Linked DNA regions of Drosophila melanogaster: all the other regions are linked to region 2. Evidence: chromatin contacts called from public HiChIP or PLAC-seq data. All regions are on one chromosome and are shown on one strand. The core of a region is the stretch at or near the end of the contact, and the rest is flanking DNA. Distances in the headings are between cores, read along the strand shown.

Region 1 (2,700 bases), core at 63-2,562, 120 kb before region 2:
CACTGAGAAAAGATTCGCAATGGTATTTTCGTTCATACATAAACTAAGTAAGTTTAGCTTTTTAACCTTGTTGGTTTCATTTTTTTTTTATTGGCAATATTTTGAAGTTTCTTTAAAAAAAAAATAGCTACAAATATAGAAGCTATGCCAGCTAGTGTTATGTTTTTCGCATCATAAAAATCGGCATTTTGCGAGCTCCTTGCGAGGCAGTCACGTAGTGGCAGCTGCCACGCTTCCAGGTGGTTCTGATATAGCTTCGGTTTAGCTGCGACTTCTATATGCAGCATGTGCACCCCCACACGTACATATGTGCATATATGGAAGACATCTTATCTGTATCTGCAAACAGACAGAGGACATATCTGCCACACACACACACACAGCAGCACACACCAACACACACACTGCACTGTCAGTCAACAGACAAACATGCCAAGATGTTGAATTTGTACTTCCGCTTCCACTTTTTCTCCTTCTAGCTGCCTCTCTCCCTATTTTTTTTTTTACCACTGCACCTCTTTTTCGCTTGCCCCCAGGCTGGAAAATCAGTTTTTCTGTTGTCGCACGACTTGAATTCCTGATTATGCTGCATTTCACAGCAGCGCAAAAAAAAAAAAAGAAAATAATAAAACAAAATAAATCACAAAAACAGAGAAGTGCAGGCAAAAAATATTTCAAACACACATTGAAGTGGCATTAATTATGCGTAAATGAGCTTAATGCATCAATTAATCAAATCAAAGGCGCCAGTGGCCGATGGGCAAATCGCGCAGAATTTTCACGGCACTGCAGTCTGCAGGATCCCAGGCTCCCAGGCGCAGTTTCTCATCTCATCGCGGAGTCCTGGCGCTTTGTCGCGTTTCACAAAAGCGCGAACTCGCGTAAAACCAAACTCCTCATTAGCTTCACATGGGTCACGTCCGTGTGCGGAGTGATGTGAGTGAGCCAATTATAGTTACAGCTTAGGCCCATAAGTCCATAATTGTGTAGAATTTATTGCATTGCATTATACACTTTTATTTTGGTTATTATTAGCTTTTAGCTGTCATAGTTATTAATGAGCTTCTTACTAATAGCTAAACTAAATTTAACCTATACCGATTTCTTACATTACAAATTACATTTTGTTTTAGCCAGTTTTTCCTATAAACTTTAAAATTGTTGCTTTCTTAAATAAAATGATAGTTATGAAAGGTTATTTTGAAATGTATTCAAATATAACTAATTTCGTATCACTAAGCAAACGACAGCCATGATGGGCTTCCAAAAGCTTCGTCGGTGTCATAGCATTCAGAGACCCACAGTGCGTTTTACTTCCAAGTTTCAATCCTTAGTTGCTTTTAGTACGTTGTGGTGGGTGTATAAGCTACATTATTTCAGCACTTGGCAGCATTGTCTTTTGAATTTGAATTCAAAGATAACTTTTTAAAATTTACGCTAGAAAAAAGATATATTATTCAACATCAGAAACGATTATAATCGAAAATGTTTAAAGTGATAGAACTCAAATTAAGATTGATTTTAAAATAAAACAACATTATGGAAGTTTATGAAATCATTATTTCTGTGAAGCAATACCAAAGCGTAGTAGACCAATTTCCCAGAAAATTTGTTGATGGCCAACTATGGCAGCTATCCTTTTCCCAAAAGTGTGAATTTGTTGCAAAACAAAATGCACACGCCCCGGAAGAGCGCCGTTTGCAAAGTTTTAAATTAATTATCAGCTGAAGCTGCCAGCAATTTGAGTATATTAATCGCAACTAAAACAGCTGCTGCTGGCCATCAAAACTCCAGCGAACTGCCAGTGTGTCAGCCAAAACAAAAAGGGTTTGTTTTTTCGCGAGAAACCAAACAGGCAACTTGCTGCAGACTGGGCTTAACGTCGAACTTCTGGTGGAACCCCAAACTGCAAACTGGAAGAGAAGCACATGCAGGACATACAGGACCTTCGGCTGCGGCACAATTACACACACCACACACGCATGCGAAGTGACCACCAGAAGTAATTAATACGCTGGCAACTGCCCATCAACTCGCCCTTTTCGATGGCCATTCGACTTTAGTTTGGTCGCGTTTAAAGCGAAACTACGTGAGGGCGTTAACGTTTTGATGAGCAGCAAACACCCCACCATCCGCCGACCAATTATCTTTATGGCGTCATGCCCCATCCGCCCCTCGTCGGTTGTCTGCGTCTCCTTTGAGGTACGCAAATCTGCGACATCCAGGACGACGGCGCTTGACAACGCGAAGAGTGCGTTAGGCAGTGTCCCACAAATGCCCGTGGTCTTTAAATCCGCTTCAAGGACCTGCCAGGATGTGTGAAAACACGTAAAGCATACAATTAAGAAAATAAAAAGAAATTGTTAATACAAATCATATAGAAAACACTAGGATTAACTTTTACTTGTTCATCACAACTGTCCAGAAATTATAACTTTTTGCAACGCATTTGGATCGCTTTAATTGGTTATTGATTAAAATAACTCGTAATGAAAGAAAATCTGGTTTATGGTTTCCATGTCATTTCGAAAATGCAATCTAATGATGCCATTAATATAATCCGTCATGAGGTTATTAATCTGACTGCATATATGTACATAAGTACATTATTCGCTTTGTAGCTCAACACGCGCAATTACGTTTTGAATATTGTCATTTCAAATGTCACTCAACAAGTAATATATTATTATATATATGTGA
Region 2 (2,759 bases), core at 209-2,708:
ATGTATGTGTATGCAGGCAATGCATTTCGGTTCGATTAAATGGGGGAATAAAAAATGGCAGTACCTTAAGTGAAAGGGGAACCTCGGGCCTAACGAATATTTATTTATTAACCAGAAAATTCATTTACAGCGGCATTTTTCTAAATGCAATGGTGAAGTGAAATGCACCTAATAAATATTCTCGAGGCTATTTTCTTACACGGTGTAAATTACAATAATAAATAAAATTCTTATATTAAGCCCATGAAACCTACTGTAATTAAGTGAAAAAAAAAAACGATCCACGTATGTGGTCAGCGCCAGGTGATCGACTAAACATTTTCCTCTCCGCTTTTCCGCCAGCAGTTTCTAGTCAAGTCAGCGGGTTTTTTGCCTTATTTCGTTTATTTTAGGTTTTTTTCACACTCTTTCGTTTTTGTTAATAAACGTATTTAATGTTCACACTTTTGTCACGTTGTTGTTTTCGTTTCTGTTTACGCAGCATTGCATTTGTATTTACAACACCTCTTTTATTATTTTTATAGTCGTTATGGCAATGTGTGTTATCTTTCGACCAGATGGTAAACACTTTTTGAGTGTCCATTATCTAATATAACAAAAAAAAAAAAAAGGCCCAAAACAGCTGCAGTCCGTTGAAAGAAACTTGATCAGCCTTGAAAATTGGTTCGGCAATAAAATTACCTAAGCTTCGACTGAACTTTATTTGAAAAACCTGTCGAAAATGTATACAAATAAATCACCGAAAAAATAACGTAACCAGATATTAATCACAAAGAGAATAAACGGGCATAATTTCATTTCGTTGAATATGGTCTGTTGCAAAGTTCGTTGCATGATTTTTTTTGTTTTATAATTTCAGGGGAAATCATGTTATTTTTTTTTACAACCCTATATAGAGTGCAGCCTTGTTATCGGCTGTAACTATTTTGTGAAAATAAATGAAATATATAATAAAAAAAACTGAAATTGCGATAATTTGAACCATGCGTTGACTCGACTCGAATCGTAAACTACAACTATCAATATATACAAGTACATATTATTTGTACTATATTGTTGTAAAGAATATACATATATATATGGGGAATATAAATTTCCACACTTGGCAGCCAGTAAAAATTTTCGTTCGTGGCGCAAATTTTCAGCAAAAAATTAAATCAATTTCGTATGCCTTGATAAGAAAGCGCAAAATGTTTCCGCTTTTTGTTTTTGTTGCTCTCTTTTTTTTTTGTTTTGTTTGCGCGATTGCATGACAACTTATAAGAAAGTACGAGTACATATACATTTTTTGTTCAATAATTTCTTGCTTAAATTTATATTGTTGTTGCATTTTTCAGATTTCGCCACGTATCAGGCTCGATGGGGCGAGCCAAAGCTGTCGTAATTTGGGTCAGAAACGGCTGCGTCAGGGCCCCACTGATAAGAACCGCCGCTTCGCAGATTCAGATTGCTCAGATTGGGCAGAGATAGTGCTGGCACATAGTTGTGAATCAAATTGGCAATCTTGGCGAAAACCGATGAAACGTAGAGAAATTAAGAGAAACGTTTGGTTCGCACGGCTTCCGGTTATACTCGTAGATATCAACTAGTAGATATATATTTTTTTTTATGAATTTCTGAATGGAGTTCTACAGATACAGCACGGATATCTACTCACATACCACGAATACACAAAGTATCTGTAGCTGTGTATCTATGGGTCTACACTCGACAGTTGCTTGAACTTCTGTCCTTAAGTATTGCTCAATGCAATTGTACTTGCGGCGATCGCATTGTGACGCCTCTGATAGCCCCACACTTCCCAGTTCGACCCGCACCCCCCTCCCCACCGCCATGAAAACCCCTCTCACCAACACCCATTGTGTATCTTTGTTTACACATTTCGCTTTCGTACATCGCACTGTCGCTGAAGGACAATGTCAATGAGGCATTGCACATATTATTATGAACTTATTTCTGTGTACATTCATGTAATTTTCGGGGTTTGCCGAACGATAAGCGATCGTAGAACCCGAACACCGCTTGAAGGAGAAAGGGTTTAAAGATCTGCCAATATTCACCAATTATTAATGCTGACTAATACTAATAATTCTACTGACTCTTATATAAAATGCAATGGATCAGAATATGTATCTTAGACAAGTAAAAATGTATCTAGGCTAGATTATAAACAATTATGGCTACATAATTTTCTCAACTTATCATTTATCAAAAATCTTAAACAAAAAGTAGGCAATGAAACATATATTGGCAGTGTTAATTATGAAGTGGATAAACGATTAAATATGTTTTGTTTACTAATTGATTAATGCGCATCGGAACTGAGGATCGCTTTATCTATGACCAAGCTAATCACGAACTCGTTAATTATTTATGACTCATTAATTACAATTAATCATTAAATATATTTTTAGTTTATTTGCGATTATTTGAAAAAAAAAGCAATTTGGCATACGTACATATTTCATAGCTGCTGATGTGCATAGCATCACATATATTTGTCTTAAATTATCTCTGCCCAAAAGCCAAATTGATGCTGCGGCGGTTGCTGCGCTGCTGCTGATGCTGCTGCGATGCTGATGCTGCTGCAGCTGCTGCGGAGAGCTTACAGCAGCTCAGGACGTGGCAACCCTGGCTTGGAGTGGGTTGCTGCAGCTCCTCCCGGCGATGTATATAATTTTTATATACAATAAAAGTGCTTCTCTCGTTCTGGTGGGCAGCTCACACAAAAGGCAAAAATGCAGGCAGATTTTTATTGT
Region 3 (2,838 bases), core at 188-2,687, 88 kb after region 2:
CTCTCTCTCTATCTCTTAGTCACCGTGCGGTGGCAATTTCTAGCAGCAAATAGTTTTGCGACCTAAAAGTGACAAGCCTCCCCACTTTATTGCTTATTTTGTACCGGGTGTTTTCTTTTTTCGATGATAACAATATTTGCCAAGTTAAAAACGGAAAAATAAGAAATGAAGTGTAAGACCCAAAAGCAAAGCCTGTTTACGCACCACATGTGTGCGTGTCGCCAGAACTGCACTGAACTGCCTGCCACCCAGTGCATTATAAGATAAACATTTGTTTTTACTTTTTCATTTGGCAAATAACATAAAAGCGTTGAACTCGATCGCGGACCATAAAGCGGAAAATTCGCCTATAGGATCGGCAACGGTAGATGTTGACTATAATAAATGCAAATTTCGAAAAAAAATCTATTAGAAACTGTATAAAATTCTCTTCGAAAAATTGGAAAAAACATACTTCAATTTTAGTATAAATATATCTACATATATGGCTTTATAATCAGCTAAAAATCCAATCTCAGAAGCGTACAGTTTTCATAAAAATTCCTCTTTAAGAAGTTATAAGCAATCGAAATGAGCATTTCCCAGTCGAATCAATTGAACTGTTATCGTATCGAATATATCCCGTATATGACGCATAAAATTCCTATCAAAACCTTTGCAAGTAACGCACTTCCACGAAATCGAAATAATCGCGCCGAGTTAAAGTTAAAACAAAGAAAAGAAATTCCAACCAATCAGTCGGTCAGTCAGTCAGTCAGTCAATCAGTCGGTCAGTCAATCAGTCATTTAGTCAGGCGAACGGCTCAAGTGCTGAAAAGTTTATTGCACTGCGAGCGTCGGACTTTTGCTATGGCAAATATTGTTTAATACCATTTTTAAAAATAAAATTTACTGATTAAATGTGCAGCGACGACAACGACAAAGTCGACGAACGTTGACACAATGGCGGTCCTACCCCAAGACGAAATTATTTGAGCACTCTTGTTTTAATGGGACAATAAACGGACTGTAGCTATAGAGCTTCTATAGCAATAAGGCGGGAACAGAGTTCAGAGCCGAGACTATATTCCGGCGCCTATGACCATCGGAATCGGAATATTGAACGTCAGCATCACCTCTATCATTAGCACGAGCAGGAGTGTGGTTTGAACGGTTTCCCTTATCAGCATCATTTGATTTTCCCGGTGATCGCCCTTGTTCCATACCAGATACTCATTATCCAACGCGTCCTGCAGCGAACAGTCCATGTATCCGTATGGATACATCATTTGCACGGTGATACGCCATATTAGAATAAAGAATATACTGGGACTGGGAATGAGGAAGTTTCTTACAGGCCAACGACTCTGATCCTGCATACTTCTTAACTTACGCCATGCTCAAGGGCAATCCGCTCATCCAGCCTGTCTTTGGTAATTTAAAAGTACTAAAATAGTGGGGAAACACTTATTCCAATGCCTACTTATCTACATAAGTTGGTAATATATGCAATATAATACAAATGTTAAATTACTCATCATACAACGTATTTTGTACATATATACAAAGTAGATAAAAGTCAAGTAAAATGTGTGGCAATACATTTTACATGAAGGCAACCAAGTTGACATGTAAATTGGTTTGTGTCCAAGCTGTGTTCAATTCAGTAGATTTAATAGTGAAGCCATTTTAAAAGGTACATATGTATGTGTCTTCAATCCAACGTTACCTTCAAATGGAGCAGCGTTGACCATGGCCCACAGAGAACATCATCCACAGTAGGGTTCATCGTGATACCTTCCAGGGCCTGAAAAGCATCCACATAGGACAGGTCTTGGAGCTGCCTGCCAAGTTGACCGTGCTTGCACCAACCACTGACCCATAGCCGCCCGCATCGGCGGATCAGCAGAGTGTGACGAGATCCAGCAAACACCCTCAGCGGTGCGCAATCATCGTTGCTCTCCCCGCTTTGGGAGCAGGCACATTCGGGCAGATCTTGCAACTGGGGCAGCGGAAATACAGTGGGCTCTTTGAGGACGCCACCGGGTTTCATCACACGCAATCCCAGCTGACCGCTGCAGTTGAGGCCCCAGGTGTAGAGGTCTCCAAAGGCGGATATGGCCGCACTGTGCCAACCACCGGCAGCAATTTGAGTTATCTGCAAGGCACTTGAATGTGTGACAGACAAGATAAGTGGACAAGTCAAATATATATATACCTTGATCCCCGCCAGCGCCTCCAGCAATTGAGGCGTCTCCTCCACTCTCAGTTCCGCCAGACCCAACTGTCCGCGTCTGTTAATTATGACATAGAAGTGAAAAAAATTGTTAGGAATTAGAATAAGAAACTCGCTAATATCTAAATATCTTAAAACCAGAATATGTAAATATTTATAGGCTGCATTTCTGCACAGCCAACGCATTCATTATGACCTTTACTTACAGTCCATTTCCCCAGGTGAACACGTCGCCATTGGCATTGAGGAGCACGGCATGTTCATGGCCGCATTGGAGCTGCTTCACCCGAAATTGGCGCTCGGAAAACTGATGCAGGCAGCTGGGAATGCTGTAGACACAGTTTTCCGAACTTATCGCTACGTTTATGTGCGATCCACATGCAATATGCTCTATGATCGGCGACGAAGGCGCCTTGGCAGCCCCAAAGATAGAGCGCTTTGTACCCGAATTGGATCTGGGAGCAGCTTCTAGTCTAACAGCCACCAGTTCCGCTTGCAGTTTTGGTTGCACCCTGTAAAGCTGACCGCTTTGGAGTAGCACCAGGCAGTGGGAATCGGCAGCGGCAAGGGCCCTTATGTTCCCCGTTGCTTCCAGGGTCACGCACTCATTTGGGCCATCATCC

Evidence for each region. HiChIP or PLAC-seq counts read pairs in DNA pulled down with a chosen protein or histone mark.
Region 1: an H3K27ac HiChIP or PLAC-seq map of the Kc167 cell line shows a contact between it and region 2, with 3 times the contacts expected there. The contact joins two enhancer-like sites. A contact is called at or near these places in 9 of 107 Hi-C or Micro-C datasets (the OSC cell line, the S2 cell line, embryo and 1 more) and 1 of 6 datasets of contacts at active chromatin or transcription factors (the Kc167 cell line).
Region 3: a contact with region 2 is called in an H3K27ac HiChIP or PLAC-seq map of the Kc167 cell line, with 4 times the contacts expected there. The contact joins the promoter of CG43844 here to the enhancer-like site in region 2. A contact is called at or near these places in 1 of 1 datasets of contacts at CTCF or cohesin (the Kc167 cell line), 27 of 107 Hi-C or Micro-C datasets (the Clone 8 cell line, the D17-c3 cell line, the Kc167 cell line and 14 more) and 2 of 6 datasets of contacts at active chromatin or transcription factors (both in the Kc167 cell line).

The regions. Positions count from the first base shown.
Region 1 is chr3R:22,092,758-22,095,457 of dm6, reverse strand. No RefSeq gene overlaps it. Among named protein-coding and RNA genes, the nearest start is that of BomBc3, 6.9 kb to the right of the region's middle. Within about 2 kb of position 1,312, at least 36 of the 39 cell types and tissues checked have an H3K27ac peak or open chromatin away from gene starts, as enhancers often do. A contact at or near this core is called in the Kc167 cell line and the S2 cell line, where this site is marked.
Region 2 is chr3R:21,975,755-21,978,513 of dm6, reverse strand. All of the region lies in intron 3 of Eip93F (Ecdysone-induced protein 93F), which reads right to left. Among named protein-coding and RNA genes, the nearest start is that of Eip93F, 28 kb to the right of the region's middle. Within about 2 kb of position 1,458, at least 13 of the 39 cell types and tissues checked have an H3K27ac peak or open chromatin away from gene starts, as enhancers often do. A contact at or near this core is called in the Kc167 cell line, the S2 cell line and gut, where this site is marked.
Region 3 is chr3R:21,888,138-21,890,975 of dm6, reverse strand. CG43844 reads right to left here and starts at 1,437. Exons shown (of 1, transcript NM_001316613.1): 1 at 805-1,437. The coding sequence starts at 1,358. The coding sequence ends at 1,062. CG6678 reads right to left here. Exons shown (of 5, transcript NM_142739.3): 2 at 2,422-2,838; 3 at 2,198-2,273; 4 at 1,709-2,137.